Linked DNA regions of Sus scrofa: regions 2 and 3 are each linked to region 1. A link is a contact called in public HiChIP or PLAC-seq and promoter capture Hi-C data. All regions are on one chromosome and are shown on one strand. The core of a region is the stretch at or near the end of the contact, and the rest is flanking DNA. Distances in the headings are between cores, read along the strand shown. Region 1 holds the start of SIRT1 (sirtuin 1). Region 2 holds the start of PBLD (phenazine biosynthesis-like domain-containing protein). Region 3 holds the start of ATOH7 (protein atonal homolog 7).

What was found. Promoter capture Hi-C pulls out the DNA fragments that hold promoters and counts their contacts. HiChIP or PLAC-seq counts read pairs in DNA pulled down with a chosen protein or histone mark.
Region 2: a contact with region 1 is called in an H3K27ac HiChIP or PLAC-seq map of skeletal muscle. The contact joins the promoter of PBLD here to the promoter of SIRT1 in region 1. A contact is called at or near these places in 2 of 5 promoter capture datasets (fetal liver and fetal skeletal muscle) and 2 of 2 datasets of contacts at active chromatin or transcription factors (alveolar macrophages and skeletal muscle).
Region 3: a contact with region 1 is called in a promoter capture Hi-C map of fetal liver, with 2.7 times the contacts expected there. The contact joins the promoter of ATOH7 here to the promoter of SIRT1 in region 1. A contact is called at or near these places in 1 of 5 promoter capture datasets (fetal liver) and 1 of 2 datasets of contacts at active chromatin or transcription factors (skeletal muscle).

The regions. Positions count from the first base shown.
Region 1 is chr14:71,089,714-71,092,739 of Sscrofa11.1, reverse strand. It overlaps SIRT1 (sirtuin 1), which reads right to left and starts at 1,573. Exons shown (of 9, transcript NM_001145750.2): 1 at 1,147-1,573. The coding sequence starts at 1,558.
Region 2 is chr14:71,486,131-71,489,156 of Sscrofa11.1, reverse strand. PBLD (phenazine biosynthesis-like domain-containing protein) reads left to right here and starts at 1,615. Exons shown (of 10, transcript XM_021073523.1): 1 at 1,615-1,745. HNRNPH3 (heterogeneous nuclear ribonucleoprotein H3 (2H9)) reads right to left here and starts at 2,862. Exons shown (of 10, transcript NM_001243555.1): 1 at 2,704-2,862.
Region 3 is chr14:71,400,981-71,404,006 of Sscrofa11.1, reverse strand. It overlaps ATOH7 (protein atonal homolog 7), which reads left to right and starts at 1,528. Exons shown (of 1, transcript XM_005671039.3): 1 at 1,528-3,026. The coding sequence starts at 2,560.

The DNA of each region.
Region 1 (3,026 bases), core at 324-2,823:
TCGCTGCAGTGGGGAGTGTTGGATCCCTGGCCCAGGAACTTCGACATGCTGCAGGTGCAGCCAAAAAACTCCAAAAAACTTATTCAAAGGTGGTGCAAATATAACTACGGCAACTTGCATATATGTACATGTAAAAATACATTTATAATACATAATACTAAACATACACTAAGATATTTGCACTATTCATTCCCACTATTAAACTGTTCCTTGAAAACAGGGGTCGTTTTTCCACTCCAGTCCCTAATGCACACGTCGTAAGCTTTACACAGGTCAAATGGCCCAGATTGTATTTACCAATAAAAGATTAATAAAAACACGTCTATCCAGCTAGAAAACATGACACACTCAAAGATGACGAGACATATACAACCATCATATACTGTATCTGCTTTAGTAGGTCAGAAAAGCGTCAACTCGTATTTCGGGGCTACATACACACACACAGACACTTAATCTAAAAACCACTATAAGAATATGATTTAGAGAAAAAACACTATTCACACAAAGTATTCTAAAACCTATTTCTCTCCTATGCCCTCTATTAACTGCACCAAAGTGATGCCTGTAGAAACAGCTATGCTCTTCAAATTTTGCAGGTTGTGACTTTAGAAACAGCTTTACTCTTTTAAATTTCAAAACAAGTTTATAAATAAAGGCCCTCAAAAACAACAACAAATTGCACAGGTGTCAGTTTGCAAAGTCAACTGCAAATGGTTGTTATCAGGGACAGTCAAAAGTTGCAGGTTTAACTGTGCGGGGCGAGGGGAGAAAGGGCGGAGAAGCAAAAAACACTTAACAAAAGCAATATGCTAAAAGAGTAGGAGGAAAGAGAAACTTATTTTAAAATCCACTGCGAGGCTCGCCAGCCCCGCGGCTGCGCAAAGCGCAAGGCCGCCGGGGCGGGCCTGGGACTGAGGGGAGGAGGGCGGGGAGAGGGCGAGGGAGGGATAGAGTCGACGGGCCGCTCCTGCAGCCAGGCCTGCAGCCGCGGAGGCGCGCAGCTGAGGGCCCTGGTTGGGAGGGGGACGCTACAAAGCCAGCCACGAGCCCCCAGCCTGCCCGAGACTCCCCCACCCCACATCAGGAGGGGCCCCGAGAGGAGGCGGGGGGATGCGCAGTCCCGGCCGCCCGCGCCCTGCGCACCTCGGTACCCAATAGCCGCCGCTGCCGCCGCCTCTTCCTCCTCCTCGCCCTCGTCGTCGTCGTCGTCGTCGTAGAAGTCGTCGGCCGGGGGCGCCTCCCGGGATAGGCCCTGTAAGCCCGGCCCATTGTTTCCTTCTCCTGCCGCCGCAGCCGCCTGGGCCTCCCGCTCCCCGCCCGCAGCGGTCTCCCGCCACAGCACCGCCGCCGCCGGGCAGCCGCCCGCCGCCGCCGGCAGCTCACGCTCCAAGGCCGCCCCACCAGGCTCGCCCGGGCTCCGCCCGACGCCCGGGCCGTCTCTCCGCGGTTTCTTGCGGAGCGGCTCCCCGGCGGGGGGCGACGGGGCCTCCCTCTCAGCCGCCACCGCCGAGGGGGAGCCGCCGGGCTGAAGGGCGAGCGCCGCCTCGTCCGCCATCTTTCAACTGCCTCTCTGGCCCTCCTCCCTCACCTCCTCTGCTCCCGCTCGACTCGCGGCACTGGCGCCCCCGCGGCTCCGGCTGCGGGAGATTTAAACCCCGTCACGTGACCCGCCCCTCCTCGCCCCCGCCCACCCGCAGCTCCCGCCACCCACGCGGGCCGGACCACAACACGGCGGGTCACGTGGCAAGCGGAGGCGGTGGGGGCCAGGAGCAAACGCTGCAGGGTGCTGTGGCCCCACCCCTCCGCTGCAGGCGCTTCTCTCAGCCAAACTTCTCTTTCAAGCTGTCCTCAAATCACTGCTGCCCGGTTAGCTCAAGTTTTGGTTTGCACTGCGAATTTCCACTTCTGCCTAAAGTGCACACCTTGCTCTCCTCACTTAGTCTTTTCTGGACTTAACGTTAAGGCTTAAAACTTAGTTCCTGAAAGGCGATAGGGAATGAAGCTGGCCAAATAAGCTAGGTGATGGGTCTGTTTTGTTAACCTGTATGAGTAGAGGCAAAAGGACACACACCTCACTCTTCACCCTCCTCAAACCGTTCTGGCGGGTACTCTTCAGCTCCTATTTTCTGCTTGCTTCTCTCCTTAGCCGGTTTATTTTTCTCCCTCTCTCCATTACTCAGAGGGTGATATACATTGTTAGACCATTAAAAGCATGTATCTGCCCTAGAAAGAGGTTTGACGGTGGGGGGCCGGGTAGGGATCAGCCTGTTCGATTTCAGGCCCCAACTTAGCTCCAAATGTGTGTGATTTATCTTTTCTGGGCTTCAAAATGAGTATATTGGGCCAAGTGGGGCCTCATGAGGAGAGCTGAACTGAGCATGACTTGGCCCTTATAAACATCGGTTTGGTTTCGAACTTGAGGTCTTTCTGATTGACCTTGAGCCATTTATTTAGCCTTTCTACACCCACTGTCCTAATCTCTGCAATGGTAGAGTTGTGCTGAGAATTAAGGTAGCGGGTTCTCTTGTGGCACAGTCTTGGGATCTAGCGTTGTTACTGCAGCGGCTTGGGTCAATCCCTGGCCCCAGAACTTCCACATGCAGCAGGTCAGGCTGGGAAAAAAAAATAGTTACATAAGATTGCTGGATATAAAGTGAGGGCTAAATAGAGCTAAAATATTAGTCCTGCCCTACTTGAAGGCCTTCTACTTTCCACTTTTCCTGACATTCCAGAACTCTTGTGACTTCATAGCCTACCTTAACTAAGGATGTGTTATAGTATGGCCAAGTTTGGTAGGCATCTGCCTCTGCAGCATGGCGTTTCTAGCCACTGAAGGGACCTCTCTGAATTTACAATAAATCAGCCCTTAAGCTTAAAGTGGGTCCTGCCTCTACCATGCCAATTACTTGTTTGAACTTAAGAAAGCAATCTAAGATGTTTCCTCCTTTAAAAAAAAAAGTTATAATTTCGAAAATGTATCTCCAATGTCCCATCTAAACCCAAATCTCTTTGTACCTCAAATT
Region 2 (3,026 bases), core at 366-2,865, 400 kb before region 1:
TTCCAAAGTGCATAAAAACAATACAGTCTATAAAGAACACACCAAACTGTTAACACAATTTTAATTTGGGGAAAGGTTAAGCAGATTTGGAAGACAAACTACTTCAGAATGACTCTCCATCCCATGTGAATGAGTACACAACAAAGTAACCCACACTCTACTAACTCTTCAAAACTCAAAATTAGAACCTGGAATTCTATTTACAAAACCAAACCAAGACAAAACCTGAAGGCATAAAAAAAAAAAAAAAAAAAAAACACCAATCTGTTCTGATACCTTAATAAAGTTGTCTCAGAAACTACCTAAAAAAAGTGTTTACCAATTATTCAGGATAATCCTTCTCAACCTTTCTTTACAAGTGTCACAGCAATTCTGCTTTAAAAATTTCTAGTGTTAGCATCAATCAAAACACCAGCAGCTGAAATACACAGTTTGTCAGTTCTGTATGAAATTTTTAATGTAATTTCCTAAACATTAGGCTAAGTGAAAGAAACCAGTCACAGAAGACCACTACTGTATGATTTTAAATGGATGAAGTTAACGATCTGTGAACTGTATCTCAAAGCTGTTAAGAAAAAACATCTTAGAAGCCAAATGAGATAAAATTCCTTTATAACATAAAGGGTTTGATACATTAATAAACAACCCTAAACCATGCTTCTAAAAAAGTTCCTTGGTCAGCAGGTTAAGAAGGATCCTGTGGTGTCACAGCTGTGGCACAGGTTTGGCCAGAAAATTAAAAAATGAGAGGTAACTTCAAAATTTTGGTCAGAAGTGGTGATGAAATGCTTAAATAAAATGGAAATCATTCCCTTTTCATTGTGCTTGCTCAATTTTAAATAAAAATAGACTCACACACTACTACTTGGAGGTGAGGTGTCTAAACGGATTTCTTTTCTAGAACAAAGTTACCACCCACTGCAGTTCAATCACTTGTTTAACAAAGTAAGAATACCAAAACTACACAGTTGTTTAAAATATAAAAAGCAATTTAGATGCATTTCCAAATCATGATGCAGATGAAGGGCAGGAAAAAAGGTTTCTAGGGTAATCCAATCAGGGAAGCTGTTACACCACACAAGACTTTATAAGAAACTGGGCTATATGTCTTTACAAGTGCATAGAAACACAGAACATCTTCAACATCATGAAGATCTTTTTCATTTTTAAAGATGAAAAAATAAACACACTTGTAAAGATTCATATGCATTATTGGAAGTCTCATGCCTTGCCTGTCCTTTACTTTGCACAGTTTTCAGTGAAAATTACAGACCCAGTTCTCCAATGTTCTAAGGACCGAAAAAAAAAAAAAAAAAATCACAGCACCACATGACTGGGCTTGCAGTTTGTTTTTCTGTTGAGTAGGGTTATTTTCTTCGCCAAAATGTTACTATAGTCCTAAGCCAAATAGAAAATTCGCTTAGCTACCGAAAGAAAATAAACCCTAACTGTATTTTGAAGTATTTTATTTCCACAGCCTTAATGCCAAAACAATCTTTGCACAAAATAAAAATCTTGGAGATTGGTGAAAGCCGATAACGCAATTCCTATACACACATTTTTTCCATCACTGGTTGTTTTTTAACAACTGTTTCCCAAAAGTAAACCACCTACTTAAATTCTAACACAGTATTCGCCAAACTACACAAAACCATTGCTAAACCATCCCGCCCCCGCCCAAAGGTTCAGAAAGTCGTATCTTGGTTCACCTGCTTGAAATAAGCCCCACTGCACATTCCTATTCGGTAAGTCACCCGCTTTTCTGCTTACAATTACCCATAAAGTCTCCCAATACGGTTTAAGTGGAAAAAACCCTTTGGAAAATGAGTACGTACTCTTTTCGAAGCTCCAAACCTGGAATATAAGGGCCGGCTAAGCGTCCTTTATTCCTCCCCGGAGGCTTTTCGTTTTATCTAGCTGCCCTAGAGACCAGAGAGCTAGGGAGAGTACGCCCCTTCCCCCCCTTCCCGTTCGGCAGCAAAGCTTGGCTTAAAAACCTTCGCCACCCGGCGGCGGAATTACAAAGGAGGCCGTCTGCCTCCTTTGTCCCGGGTTTGGGAGTTGAGCGCCTTCGTCGCCATTGGCTTTCCTCCCCCAGCTCCAGCCTCTCTCATCTTGGGAATCTGCGTCAGAAGTCACTCGCAGTCCCGCCAGCCCAGGTAGCCCAGCTGAGACTGCGGAGGAAGGGAGGCCGCGGTGGGAGGCCAGGCCCATCCGGCGCCATTTCCAACCGGAGCGCGCCCGAAGGCCCTGAGCCTCCCCCCACCCAAGTGCCCAGCCTTTCCCAGCTCGCTTCCTTCCCCACCCACATCCCTTCCGAGGCGCTCTAACCACCGCCCCCCTCCCCGGACTCCTAAATCAGTTTTCGGAAGCTAAGGGGCAAGAAGCAGAAAGAGAGGAGAAGGGCGGGAAGCCCAGGTGGCCGCGCCACCGTACCCAAAATGGCGGAAGCCAAACCAGCAGGGAAAAGACGGGAAATGCGTGATGAGCCCCACTTCGGGCCTCGGCTTCGTCCACTAAATCCCCCCTGAGTAAGTCCCCCCCCCGCCCGGCAGGCCGCCCCCGAAGTGAGAGATCGCCCGGGGGGGCGCAGCCTGGCCACCTCCGAGCGGCGACCTCCACACTTCGCCCCGCCCCACCCCCTCCCAGTTTCTCTTTCGTCCTTCTCCCGACTCCACTCTCGAAACCACCATCCCAACCTACCCCCTTTTACTTCAGATACCCTGTCGAGCGACAGTAGCGCCGACTCCGCTGCTTGCGGGGCCCGGTCGTGGAGAAGGAGAAGTCGCCTGCCTCGTGTAGCGCTCCCACAACGGTTCTTCCAACCGTCTCCGGCGGTGGCAACCGCTGAGGGAGCTGCGCAGCAGAGCGACTGGCTTGGGGGGATGGGAGAGCGCGAGAGAGAAGGAGGGGGTGGAGCGAGAGCGAGGAAGACCCACCGGCCCCGCTCTCGCGAGGCAAGAGAGTCGGTCCCGCCTTGGCGCGGAAGGCAAGAAGTGCGCTTGCGCGTTGGTGGAAGGCCTGGT
Region 3 (3,026 bases), core at 279-2,778, 310 kb before region 1:
CAGAACAGTATGTTTTGTAGGGAAACATTCCAAAGAGTAGCACAGAAAAGGCTTGTTGGGGGAAAGGGAAAAGATAAATGAACAGGAGAAATAATAGCATTGGTAGACCCGATTTCCATGAAAACTCAAAAAAAAGTATTTGACATTCTGATGACTAAACATAGTCATCAAACATCCTCCTGTCACAGGACTGCTGTTCCTGACCAAGACTGTTAAGAATCAGAGTAATAGAGCTGAGTGGCTCCATGCAAAATTCTGTGTTCAACATCTGTCATGCTGGAGATCATTAATGTTCAATTGCATTCTATTGTCTTCATGTTACTCAACTTCATTTCATTGTCATTGCTTCAGCTGGGGATTAATCAACTATTTATGGGAAGACAGGACTTGGAGTCAGGGCAGTCACAATAGGGTTTTGGTCTAAAGCAATGGCAAGGGAAGCAAGACACAGTTAAAAGGAATCTTAAAAAAGAATACAAATGAACTTATTTGCAGAAGAGAAAAAGAATCACAGACTAGAAAATTTATGATTACCAAAGGGGACAGGTGTTGGGGACGGAGGGGTGGACTAGGGGTTTGGGATGGAAATGTTCTAAATTTGGGTTGTGATGATGGTTGTACAGTTATAAATTTAATAAAATTCATTGATTATTAAAAAACTGATTTGTGGGAGCTTGTTGATAATTTAATTATACAAAAATATTTGGGAATAATGCCAACATAATCCATATTTCAAGAGGGGAAAGAACATACTTGGTCTTCCCAAAGAATTCAGAAATGATTCTGGCTTGAATCTATTTGAGCTGGTTTCCTTGCTACTTTACTCTTCTAAAGAAGTAGAAAGAGGCTGAGATAAGAGAATCAACTTAATGGCTTATCTATATATAAATCATTTCACTATCAATAGTGGAAATCATGCTTCAGTATTATTCCTAAGGACAGTTGACACAAGTTCCAAGTAGTATGAAATATTTATAGCTTTATGAGGTGGGGAAAAAAAAATCTTCCATTAGGAATTATTTTTTAAAACCTCACAAATCACTTAGATGCTTCACTTTCACACATATATTTGCATTATAATTAGTTTTATTAGATGTAAAAGTCAAATTAAATAATTGATTATCATCTCAATCTGTGTCCTGAAAACATTTATAAATATGCGTCCGGAGAAATGGGGCATAGATTCTGAATCTACCGAAGTATACAAACTCATGCAATCTAATATATTGTATAATATACATTTTTACATAACATTAATATCTTTTTTATTTTAACCATTTTAATTGAAGTATAGTTAATTTAAAAAGTTGTATTAGTTTCAGTTGTATAGCAGAGTGATTCAGTTATGCATACTTACATTTATATTTTTTTCAGATTCTTTTCCATTATAGGTTATTACAAGATATTGAATATAGTTCCCTGTGCTATATAGTAGGTTCTTGTCCATCTATTTTATATATAGTAGTGCATATATGTTAACCCCAAACTCCTAATTTGGCCCCCTCCCCACCCCTTTGGTAACTGTAAGTTTGCTTTCTACATTTGTGAGTACATTAATATCTTTTGATATGCTATAATATTCTGCAGAAAACAGCCAAATTATTTGCACAGTAAAATCTTAGGTCTGAAATAATACTAGGATCTGCTAATTTGTCCCAACTTAATAGCTAAAATCAAATGCATGTATTCAGTCGGCCTTATGCAAAATTGTCACATCTTGAAAAGCGAATCTTGTACCACTAAGCTTCTACATATCTTAATCTAAAACCAACATATTGACACAAGTGATTTCTAATAATTTTAAAACTTTGGTTCAGTTTTTGATATGTATGCTGCCTGCTGATATGGGAAAAGAAAGACCAAGCCCTTCCCCACCCCCACCTTGTTATTCTCTTGGGGACAGCCAGACCACTCCAGATGGTGTGTTAGTGTAGGACATAGCTTTGGAGAAACTTCCAACAGACGAAGGCTGTAATGTCAGGATTTTGCTGTGCGTCGTCCCCCTTTCCCCCCCTGCAGTTCCCAGGGTAGGAAGGTGCTGAGATGGAAGCCGAGGGACGCCCGCCCACCTGCCACCACCTGTTCCCTCCTTCAGCCTTCTGCTATAAATTCTCCTTCAAAGATTCACCCGGCACTTTTCCGACAACTACTGCGGAAGAGGCGCTCCTTTCCTATCTAAGCTTCGGGAAAGATTTCGTCTTCCGGAAAAGAAGTCTTGGGCTTTCCCGGAGGACTTGAGAGACCTTCCGCGAATCAGCCACACCAATTCTGCTGCAAGAAGGTTCCCTTCTCACATCAGTTTCATGTTGGGAAAATGACTTCTCTTCAGCATCCCAATTTCCCCTAAATTTTGGCAAGTGAAGACATCAGTCTGGCTATCCAGTAGGACAAAGGGCGGAGCCCCGCACTCCCCACTGCAGACTTAGATTCCACGCGGGCTGCTTTTTGCATGACTTATTTGTTAAGAGGAACCAAGTTGCGGAGCGACTGCATACACCAACCCACACGCAGGTCCTGAGCTGACAAGTGAGATCTGCGCCTCCCTCCTTCCGGCGGGGAATGAAGTCGTGCAAACCCTGCAATCCCCCGGCGGCGGCGGGAGCGCGTGCCGCGCCCCCGTGCACGGGTGGCGCAGCCGAATGCGCGGGCACGTGCGCAGGGGCTGGGCGGCTGGAGAGTGCGGCGCGCAGGCGCCTAGCGGCCAACGCGCGCGAGCGCCGCCGCATGCAGGGTCTCAACACGGCCTTCGACCGCCTGCGCAGGGTGGTACCCCAGTGGGGCCAGGATAAAAAGCTGTCCAAGTACGAGACCCTGCAGATGGCGCTGAGCTACATCATGGCTCTGACCCGCATCCTGGCTGAGGCCGAGCGATTCGGCTCGGAGCGGGACTGGGTCAATCTCCATTGTGAGCACTTCGGTCGAGACCACTACCTTCCGTTCGCGGGCGCGAAGCTGCCAGGCGAGAGCGAGCCGTACGGCCAAAGGCTCTTCGGCTTCCAGCCCGAGTCCTTCCAGATGGCCAGTTA